Regions from separate parts of the Gossypium hirsutum genome. Here region 1 is linked to region 2. The links are chromatin contacts, called in public Hi-C maps. All regions are on one chromosome and are shown on one strand. Each heading gives the region's core, a stretch centred on a gene start, on an enhancer-like site or on the middle of the called end of the contact. The rest is flanking DNA. Distances are from core to core; before and after follow the strand shown. Region 1 holds the start of LOC107951299 (E3 ubiquitin-protein ligase MARCHF2). Region 2 holds the start of LOC107944720 (60S ribosomal protein L9).

Evidence for each region. A called contact is a pair of places that touch in the nucleus more often than the background predicts.
Region 1: a Hi-C map of leaf shows a contact between it and region 2, with 3 times the contacts expected there. The contact joins the promoter of LOC107951299 here to the promoter of LOC107944720 in region 2. A contact is called at or near these places in 13 of 34 Hi-C or Micro-C datasets (anther, callus, hypocotyl and 3 more).

The regions. Positions count from the first base shown.
Region 1 is chrA02:42,104,451-42,108,527 of Gossypium_hirsutum_v2.1, reverse strand. It overlaps LOC107951299 (E3 ubiquitin-protein ligase MARCHF2), which reads right to left and starts at 2,445. Exons shown (of 7, transcript XM_041082526.1): 1 at 2,190-2,445; 2 at 1,476-1,795; 3 at 452-586; 4 at 326-368. The coding sequence starts at 1,795.
Region 2 is chrA02:41,910,951-41,915,460 of Gossypium_hirsutum_v2.1, reverse strand. It overlaps LOC107944720 (60S ribosomal protein L9), which reads left to right and starts at 2,661. Exons shown (of 3, transcript XM_016878547.2): 1 at 2,661-3,152; 2 at 3,630-3,752; 3 at 3,852-4,092. The coding sequence starts at 2,778. The coding sequence ends at 3,938.

The DNA.
Region 1 (4,077 bases), core at 1,196-3,695, 190 kb before region 2:
TCAATATAGACAAGATGATGAGATGCTATAGATAAACGAAAAAGAAAAAAAAACATACTAGAAAGCTGCAACACCAGTTTCCAAGTTTGCTTCACACCAAAATCAATATCATCAATTACAAATGCTTTTAAAGTGCTAGAACACCTAATCAGGGGGTCTAACGTGCCTTTAATCTATATCTTTCTAGAATTTGTATACGGCAAGCATAATAGTAGCCAAATAACAACACACACTCAATTGTCAACTTTGTTTTAGTGTTCAGCTTTAAATTTGGGCATATATAAAACTCATTGCTAGCCCTTTCACTTAAGCATAGAATACCTACACTGCGCTCAGGCTGTGGAGCTGTCACATTTACAGCTACTACTCTGCATGACAACAATAAGAGAATCACGATGTCTGTTAAAAATAAGGTAATTTAATGTAGGGAATCAAATTTTGAATAATTTACTGGCATATCTCGCATTTGTTGGACCCTTTCGTATGAAACCAAGTGACAATGCAAGACTGATGTGCTTTTGCAAGACCACCTTTGCATTGGCACCCAAGATCTATAAGACCTTCTTCCTTCTCCTGTTGACAAACTCTGAAGAGTAATATAGATAATAATGAGTAAAAGTATGTGATAACTATAAATTTTCAACAATATTTAATCTTCGAAAAACAAATTGTAGGCCGAAAAGGTCAACATGCTAACGGATGGTTTATTTAAGATATTTGACCTTGCCACTATATATAAAATGACCTCAACTAAGATTTTCTCAACCCTCTAATCCTAGACCTTTATGCTCTAGACGCTTCTTTGTGGGTACAATGGAGTAGATTCATTTATGAACTAACTAATCTAGGAAAACAAATGCCTATAAAATCATTGGACAAAAGCGTATTCACTCCATCAAGGGGAAACATAATTTCAAATGATAAATTTGACAAATCCAAACTCTTTCCATATACTCAGTGATCATTGACTTGCATAAAAAACCATCCAATCTGCAGAAAAGTTTGCTTTGCAATGAGTGTGATGAATTGAACAAATCCGAACTCTTTTTAATATGATTCCAACATGCTTTGATTATACCAGTACAAGAATTGAAATGAGAAGTCATTAGAACCTTTAACATCACCACACTTGAATCAGATACTAAAATTACAAAAGGAAATCCCTTGTTCCAACATAGCCTAAGACAGTAGTATATCGCACTAGATGCTTTTGATGTGATGCCGCAACAGAAGTTAGGAGCCAAACATTGCACATCCTATTATTACATAATGAGTTTAGAAAGCATAAACAGGGCAACAAGACTCATGCCAAGTGAAATTCTTAGGACAATAAACTTGGTAAGATAGAAAAACTCAGCTATGATCCATTTTCTTATGAGGATTCATGCTATCCAGAAGCCATTAAATATCGAAAACATAAAATACAAGAAGCACGCACATAAATAGGTAGTTAACACAGAAGAAGTATAATGTACCTGCACTGCTCATGAGCACTAGTGGTCCTCGAAAAATACCCCATTTTCGGAGAAGCCGCATGAGGCAAATCCTCTTTAGTGGACTCGGCATCTTTTGATAATTTAGCTATTGGCTGCTGAGTCAAGTGAGACTCGACCTTCGTTACCACATTCGTAGCCGATGTAGGATTGGCCTCACAAGCAGAATCCCCAACTGAGCCCGGTTGTATTTCCTCCTGAGGCAATGGGATGTTTCCATGCATCTCAAGGTCGGGTTCGTGTAAATTTCTAGAGAGATCACCAGCCCTGCTGCTAGTCTCATTCGAACCTCCATTCTGCATCTGATTGTTATTTACAGCGTTTACAACACCAACTTTTGGTTCTAAAATATTTAAATCAGGGAATTCCCCTAACACCCTCATTCTTGATTCCAAATATGAAAGAAACACTCTTCGACACTGCCAGTGAATCAAAAATTGAAAACCCCAGAGATGATTTTAACAAAATAAATCATAAAATTGTCAAGCCCTAATCCCCCCCCCCAATCAATATTGTGCTTGAAACAGAATACAACAGGCACTTCTCATTTCTATGACTCCAAACTAACAATAAAATAAAAGCAAACCATTAGTGATACCCATTAAACAAGGCAAAAAAACTTAACTTCAGCCCTAAAATTAGCTCAGACCCACTGAAATTTTGGTAAACACTAACCAAAAAGAAAAGTATATGTACCTGAAGAATGATTATTCCTAAGCATTCACTTGCAGAGTTAATTGGCAGTTAAGAGATGAAGAAGCAACAGCGACGATTAAGAAGATAGAAGAAAGTGGGAGAAAGAAGGACATATACATGAAAATTGGTAACTTTATATGGAACTACTAATGAATTTGACTTAACAACAGACGAAGAATCTTTTGTGTTTTTTTCCAGACAATAAGAATCTTTTGTTTAATCACGCAATACAGCTGAGTAAAGCATGTTTAAAGGTTGGAATTTTACTTTTTTTCTTTTAACCGTAAAGCAATCACCTGTAAAATACACGTCCTTAACGGAATGCCCACCTACCTACTACAGGGTTAATTTTAACGGTAAACTACAACGTTACTCATTTTAAATAATAATTATTTCTATTTTGGTCTAAAAAATTTTGGAGTGATCAAAATAGGTATTATCCTTAGAAATTATCTTTAGGAATTACCTTTATTTAAATTGATTAACGTGTAATTTACTCTAATTTTAGAGTGAGTATCGTGAAACTGCAATGTTAATCTTCTATTATCATTTAATGGGATAGTGACTAATTTGATCAATTTCTATTTTGAGTGATCAAATTAATAAAAAAAATTGAGTGACTAAAACATAAATGACTCATATTTAGAGTGACTAACATGATAGTGCATCCTAATTTTAAATAAAAAATAATTATATTTTGTTATTATTTATTAGAAACTCTATCATACACGAATGGATGTGCGTGTGAAAATCATGTATTTAGATGAAATATATGTGTTTAAAAATAACATACTATATTTATCAAAAAAATAATATACTTTAAATAACAAAATATATGGTTTGAAGACCATTTTACTAAGAAAAGTCCATTTCTTACTTTATTTACGGAAATAGGCTATTTTTTATTTATCGGAATGGACCGAAAATACTAAAACGCATCTACGTAGGAGAGTTTTAAGGGGAAATTCCAGCAAAATGCGTCCTTGAGGAAGCGTTTTTATCATGTCAGCAAAAAACACGCTGACGTGGATATGCTTTGCTAACATGGCAAAAGCGCTCCATCAGGAACGCGTTTTAACCCGTGTTTTTGACCCCCCCAACCGTCATTTAAAATTTTGACTATTGGGGGTCCAACAGTAAAAAAAAATCACACAAATATTTCTTCAAAAATTCTCAAAAAAGCTCTCAAATTTCTCCCTAAATTTATCAAAGCTTTCTTTATTTTTTTTTCTAAAATTAGTATTATTTTTTCATAATTTCTTAAATATTTGATCATGTTAGCAATGACCAATGAATTAATTCGTCTTGATTGTAAACATATCTCCGTCGAACAAACAAAAATGGTAAGAGTTAATTTTAATTTTTTAATTTTTTTAATTTTTTTCATTTATGTAATTTTAATTAATTTTTATTTTATAATTTTTTATAACAGTCTGTAGATCTGGTGTTATAATGTTATATTCGAATATGTTTGGTTCTCCATCACCATTGATAGAAAATTACTTGAGGGAAGCGGGTTTTTGACAGTGGCCAATATAGGCCGGGGGTGCAAGTTGGACCCAAAACTCATCAACGCGTTCATAGAAAGGTGGAGACCCAAGATGCACACATTTCATCTTCCCTGTGGGGAGTGTACCAGCACTTTGGAGGACGTGCAGTTACAATTGAGATTACTAGTGGATTGGTCCATACTCACTAGGTCCACCCAATCTGCTAATTGGGGAGCCATATGCTACGAACTTTTGGGTGCGATTCCAGATAATATTTATGGAGGTCGGATCAAGATGGGCTGGTTACGAGACACATTCCTGGAGTCGGAGGATGATTCGATTGAAGTAGAAAGAATACGATATGCTTGGCATAAATCCTTGAGATCATTGGAGGTTAT
Region 2 (4,510 bases), core at 1,412-3,911:
TTTACTTGGTATAGGAGGCGCTTCAACGTAGTCCACAACATGTAACTCAAGATGAGATTCTTTCACATGCTAGAGTTTACATACTCTAGTTAATAAAATCTAAAAAAAAAAAATTAATAAAACAATTCATTATTTATCTCCCATTAAATTAATTCTCAATCAATCATATAAATGGAGATCAAAGGAGATCAAAGAATTTGATATATTTATAAAAAGCTATGTAAGTCATCAAAATAAAAAAAAATAATGAATAAATGATTACCTTATGATTTTGTAATTGTACGTATGATACCAAAAACACGTATCTCTTTTATTCAACTTTTTATTCTTATTAAAAAAAACATAAGCAAATGCTATAAAATATATGACAATATAAATGTTTATATCTAAAAAAAATTAAGAGAAATAATAATTGTGACCATATAACTTATTCGAAGAATTATATTACATTATATTAATTAATTTTTTGTAGCTTTTTTGGATGTACCAAGATCCAAAGATTTCTGGCATACTACTAGTGGATGTAAGTATGCATAACCAAGTTTTTAACATGTGCACACTACTTTTATGCTTATCCGTCATTTATTAGAATCAAAGTGATTATATTTTATTTGCATAATCAAAGAAATTCTATTAGATCTAACCAACTTCAATACCTATCTTATTTTTTATTTGCATTTTAAGAAAGAGTGCAATTAGATAATTATTCCTGATGAGAATGTTAACATCCAACCAATTATGCTTTGATCAATAATGGTAATTTTGCACCATTTAACCTTATTACAATTGGTTTAAGGCCCACGATGAACCACATTTATATTAGTCAGGAGAGCATCATCAACTTCTGAAAAATGGGTATTATTAAGTCGTTGGAAGAGGAATATGCAAGCGTGTGTTGAACCTGACGAAGTCGTCCAACCTGACAGGCGAAGTATCCACCGCCTTGTGGCTGAGCCACTCAAGCTGCCCAATCGCCCAAAGCTACTGAACCTGTCCAAGTTGTTGAACCTATGCAACCGGACAAACATGTCAATCTTCCAAATGAGAAATCTGGCTTTAATATACTAGATCAATCGAACTTGTTAACTACTAGGAGTTGAGAGACCCTATAAGCAATTGGCTAATATGCAAGAGTTGAGGTTTGGTGGCGAATTTTAGAATCCGAGGTGAGTCGAGAGATCGTGAGTATCTAAAGTTAACAATGGATAATTCCTGATCAATTTGACTAAGCCTAATCATTAGTTTCTAATTAAACTAATCAACCACTACATTTTACACTTGAGAGGAAAGTTTTTAATTGAGATTGTTTTAGTTCAGTAGTTTAAACAATTTTGCTTTGTTTTTTTAGTAATTAGAATAAAATTCCTTTAAGTCGGTCTGTTCATAATCATGAATTTAATTAGATTAGTAATTTAGGTTAATAATTATAAGTATTCAAAACCTAAATTTGAAGTAAATTATTTTCTTTTGGATTTGATTATTAGAATACTTTCATCCAAGTATCTATTGTATTATAACTTAACAACAACTGCACACCTGCAGCTTCAAATGACAATAAATTTAAATAGTACTTTAAGACACACTCAATAATTATTAGGTTCTTTGCATGTGCCAAATAATATTTTCTTTAGAAAGAGGCTAGGCATATATTATATCTTAGGTTGGATGCGCAAAGAAACCTATAAGGCAAAAAGAAATCCACAAGGAAGTTTATGCTTTGAAATGTTGTCTAATGCTTAAATAAGAAGAGGTAACAAAAAAAAAATGAAAAAATGAGTTTTTTTTTTCAGAATAAGTGAATAACGGTAAGACCAAGGGCAAAACTAGAAAATTACTTTGGGACAAAGATAAATCATAATTTTTTTAGGAGAGAGGAAGTGAAGAGAAAATTTATTATTATACTAATTTTTAATTATTAAAATTTTGAACGCATCATAAGAAAATTTTACCATTTTTGGGGTGGAGGCAGGGCTATCGCCTTCCCCTGTCTACACATTGGGTAAGGTTGGAAAAGATAGCCTTTAGCTACTCTAGGGCTACTAATTACATGAGAATTGCACGGGCCAAATTATCCCTTGCACACTTAAATTATTATACATTTTGGTCATTATTCACAATTATTATTATTATTTTTAAATAATTTCATTATAGGTTCTGATCAAATCTACTTAACACAATACTTAAAATTACTTATAGTTCCTCCCTAATCTATAAACAAGATAATAATTCGTTTTAGTACACTCGAACACATGTCCTCTTGTATAGACAACAATATTCATGACAATCGAATTAAGATTCAATCGATTGGTCATTATTCATAATTAAAAATTTAATAAAATGAAATAATAAATTACATATAATTAAAAAATAAGCAACTAACTACAAAAAGGAGTACAAATATGCAAGTGTTTGAAGAAATTCTTAAATAGTTATTACTTGTTATTGAGATTAATGGAATAGTAAATTTTGGTTTAGACAATTTGTTGATTAAAAAAAAAGAGCAACTGAATTAATTAACTTTTGATAAATACACAAGTTTACATTAATTCAATTTATTGCTTATTATCTCGAAAAATAAGCTTTTTAATTGGGCCGGACTCTCACAGCAATCTATTTTTCTCCTCTATTTTCTGCTCTTAACCCTAAAGCCGGCCCAAAACTGAATCCTTATACTAATAAATTATATAACATTACAGCCTTTAAGTTATAGGGTTTTTACACTCTACTTAGTCCCTCCATCGAAGCCGCACCGAGGAAGGAAGCAGAAGGCAAGCAAAATGAAGACCATTCTTTCTTCAGAGACAATGGACATCCCTGATGGGGTTGATATTAAGGTGAAGGCCAAGATGATCGAGGTTGAAGGTCCCAGGGGTAAGCTCATCCGTAACTTCAAGCACCTCAACCTCGATTTTCATCTTATCAAGGACGAGGAGAGCGGCAAACGCAAGCTCAGGATCGAGGCTTGGTTTGGCTCTAGAAAGACTAGCGCCGCCATCCGTACTGCTCTCAGCCACGTTGAGAATCTCATCACCGGCGTCACCAAGGGCTACCGTTACAAGATGAGGTTTGTTTATGCTCATTTTCCCATCAACGCCTCCATCACTAACGGCAACAAGTCCATCGAGATCCGTAATTTCCTTGGCGAGAAGAAGGTCTTCTCTCTCTCTCTCTCTCTCTCTCTCTCTCTCTCCGTTCTTTTAATCTCTTATTGAATCGAAATCACATTGACACTGTTGATTTAATTCCCTTTATTTGTTTTTTTTTGTTTGAATAAGGCATTTATTATTGTTTTTATCATATATTAGGGCTTTTTTTGTTTCATTTTCTTTTTGGCCTATTCAAGCGTACGATGCTGTTGAAATGCTACATTAAGAGCATATGTTGATTCATATATTTTGTTTGTTTAATGTCAACACCCTTAGGACTTGACAACCTAAAATTCTTATATTTTCTGGAGTTCTGGTTGCATTGACTGATGTAGAGAAATGGGCAGGCATTGTTTTTACATCTTGAACCAAATTGTTCATGTTTTAGGGTTCAAGTAACCAAATATGAAACATGTTCAAGAGTTTGATAAGTTCCTTGTATTCCAATGACATTATGTTAACGTTTGCACCGGTGAACATTAGGTGCGAAAGGTGGATATGTTGGAAGGGGTATCCATTGTTCGATCAGAGAAGGTTAAAGACGAGATCGTGTTGGATGGTAACGATATCGAACTTGTGTCACGCTCGGCAGCTTTGATAAACCAGGTAGGCCCTCTGTCGATCCCTTTTAAACACTGAGATTGAAGCTGGAGATGATTGATATTTGGTATTTATCTTGATGAATGTGAATTTTGATTGGAACAGAAATGCCATGTGAAGAACAAGGATATTAGAAAGTTCCTTGATGGTATCTATGTTAGCGAGAAGGGCAGGATCGCTGAAGAAGAATGATTGGTACGGTATCTCTTGTTTCATAGTGTTATAATGCTCTGCTTTGGTTTTCAGACTTTAGATTATAAGGATGTTATCTTATATTTGTTTCATCTTTATGTTTTGCGACATTGAGCTCCTTTCATCAATGACTTGGAATGCAATTTTTCGGCAACCCTTTTGCTGCAATTTAAGAAGGCATGAAAGCCTTTGGTTTAAAGACTTGATTATCATCCAAATTATTGAAAATAAGATAAGATACGATATATTTAAGCATTTTAGGATATATTCTGAAAAAGAATGCTACCATAAACAAATATTTTTTTAAGAAGCCTTACTTGTAATATTTAAAGTTCAAATATGATAATTTGACAATTTTAACCTTATATTTTCAAATAAGTCATTCGCATGCAAGATAAAATAAGAGGTCAAAAGAGCAAACAAACATATCAAGAAGAAATCGAGCGTCGGTAGCACTGTCACCAGTAGAAACTGGTGTCCTGTAGAAAGTGGGAGGAGGGTCAGGTGAGAAGCGGTGCGTCGGCAGTCACACCAACCCATGGCTGAAAAAGGATGACAAAAGAAAAAAAAAA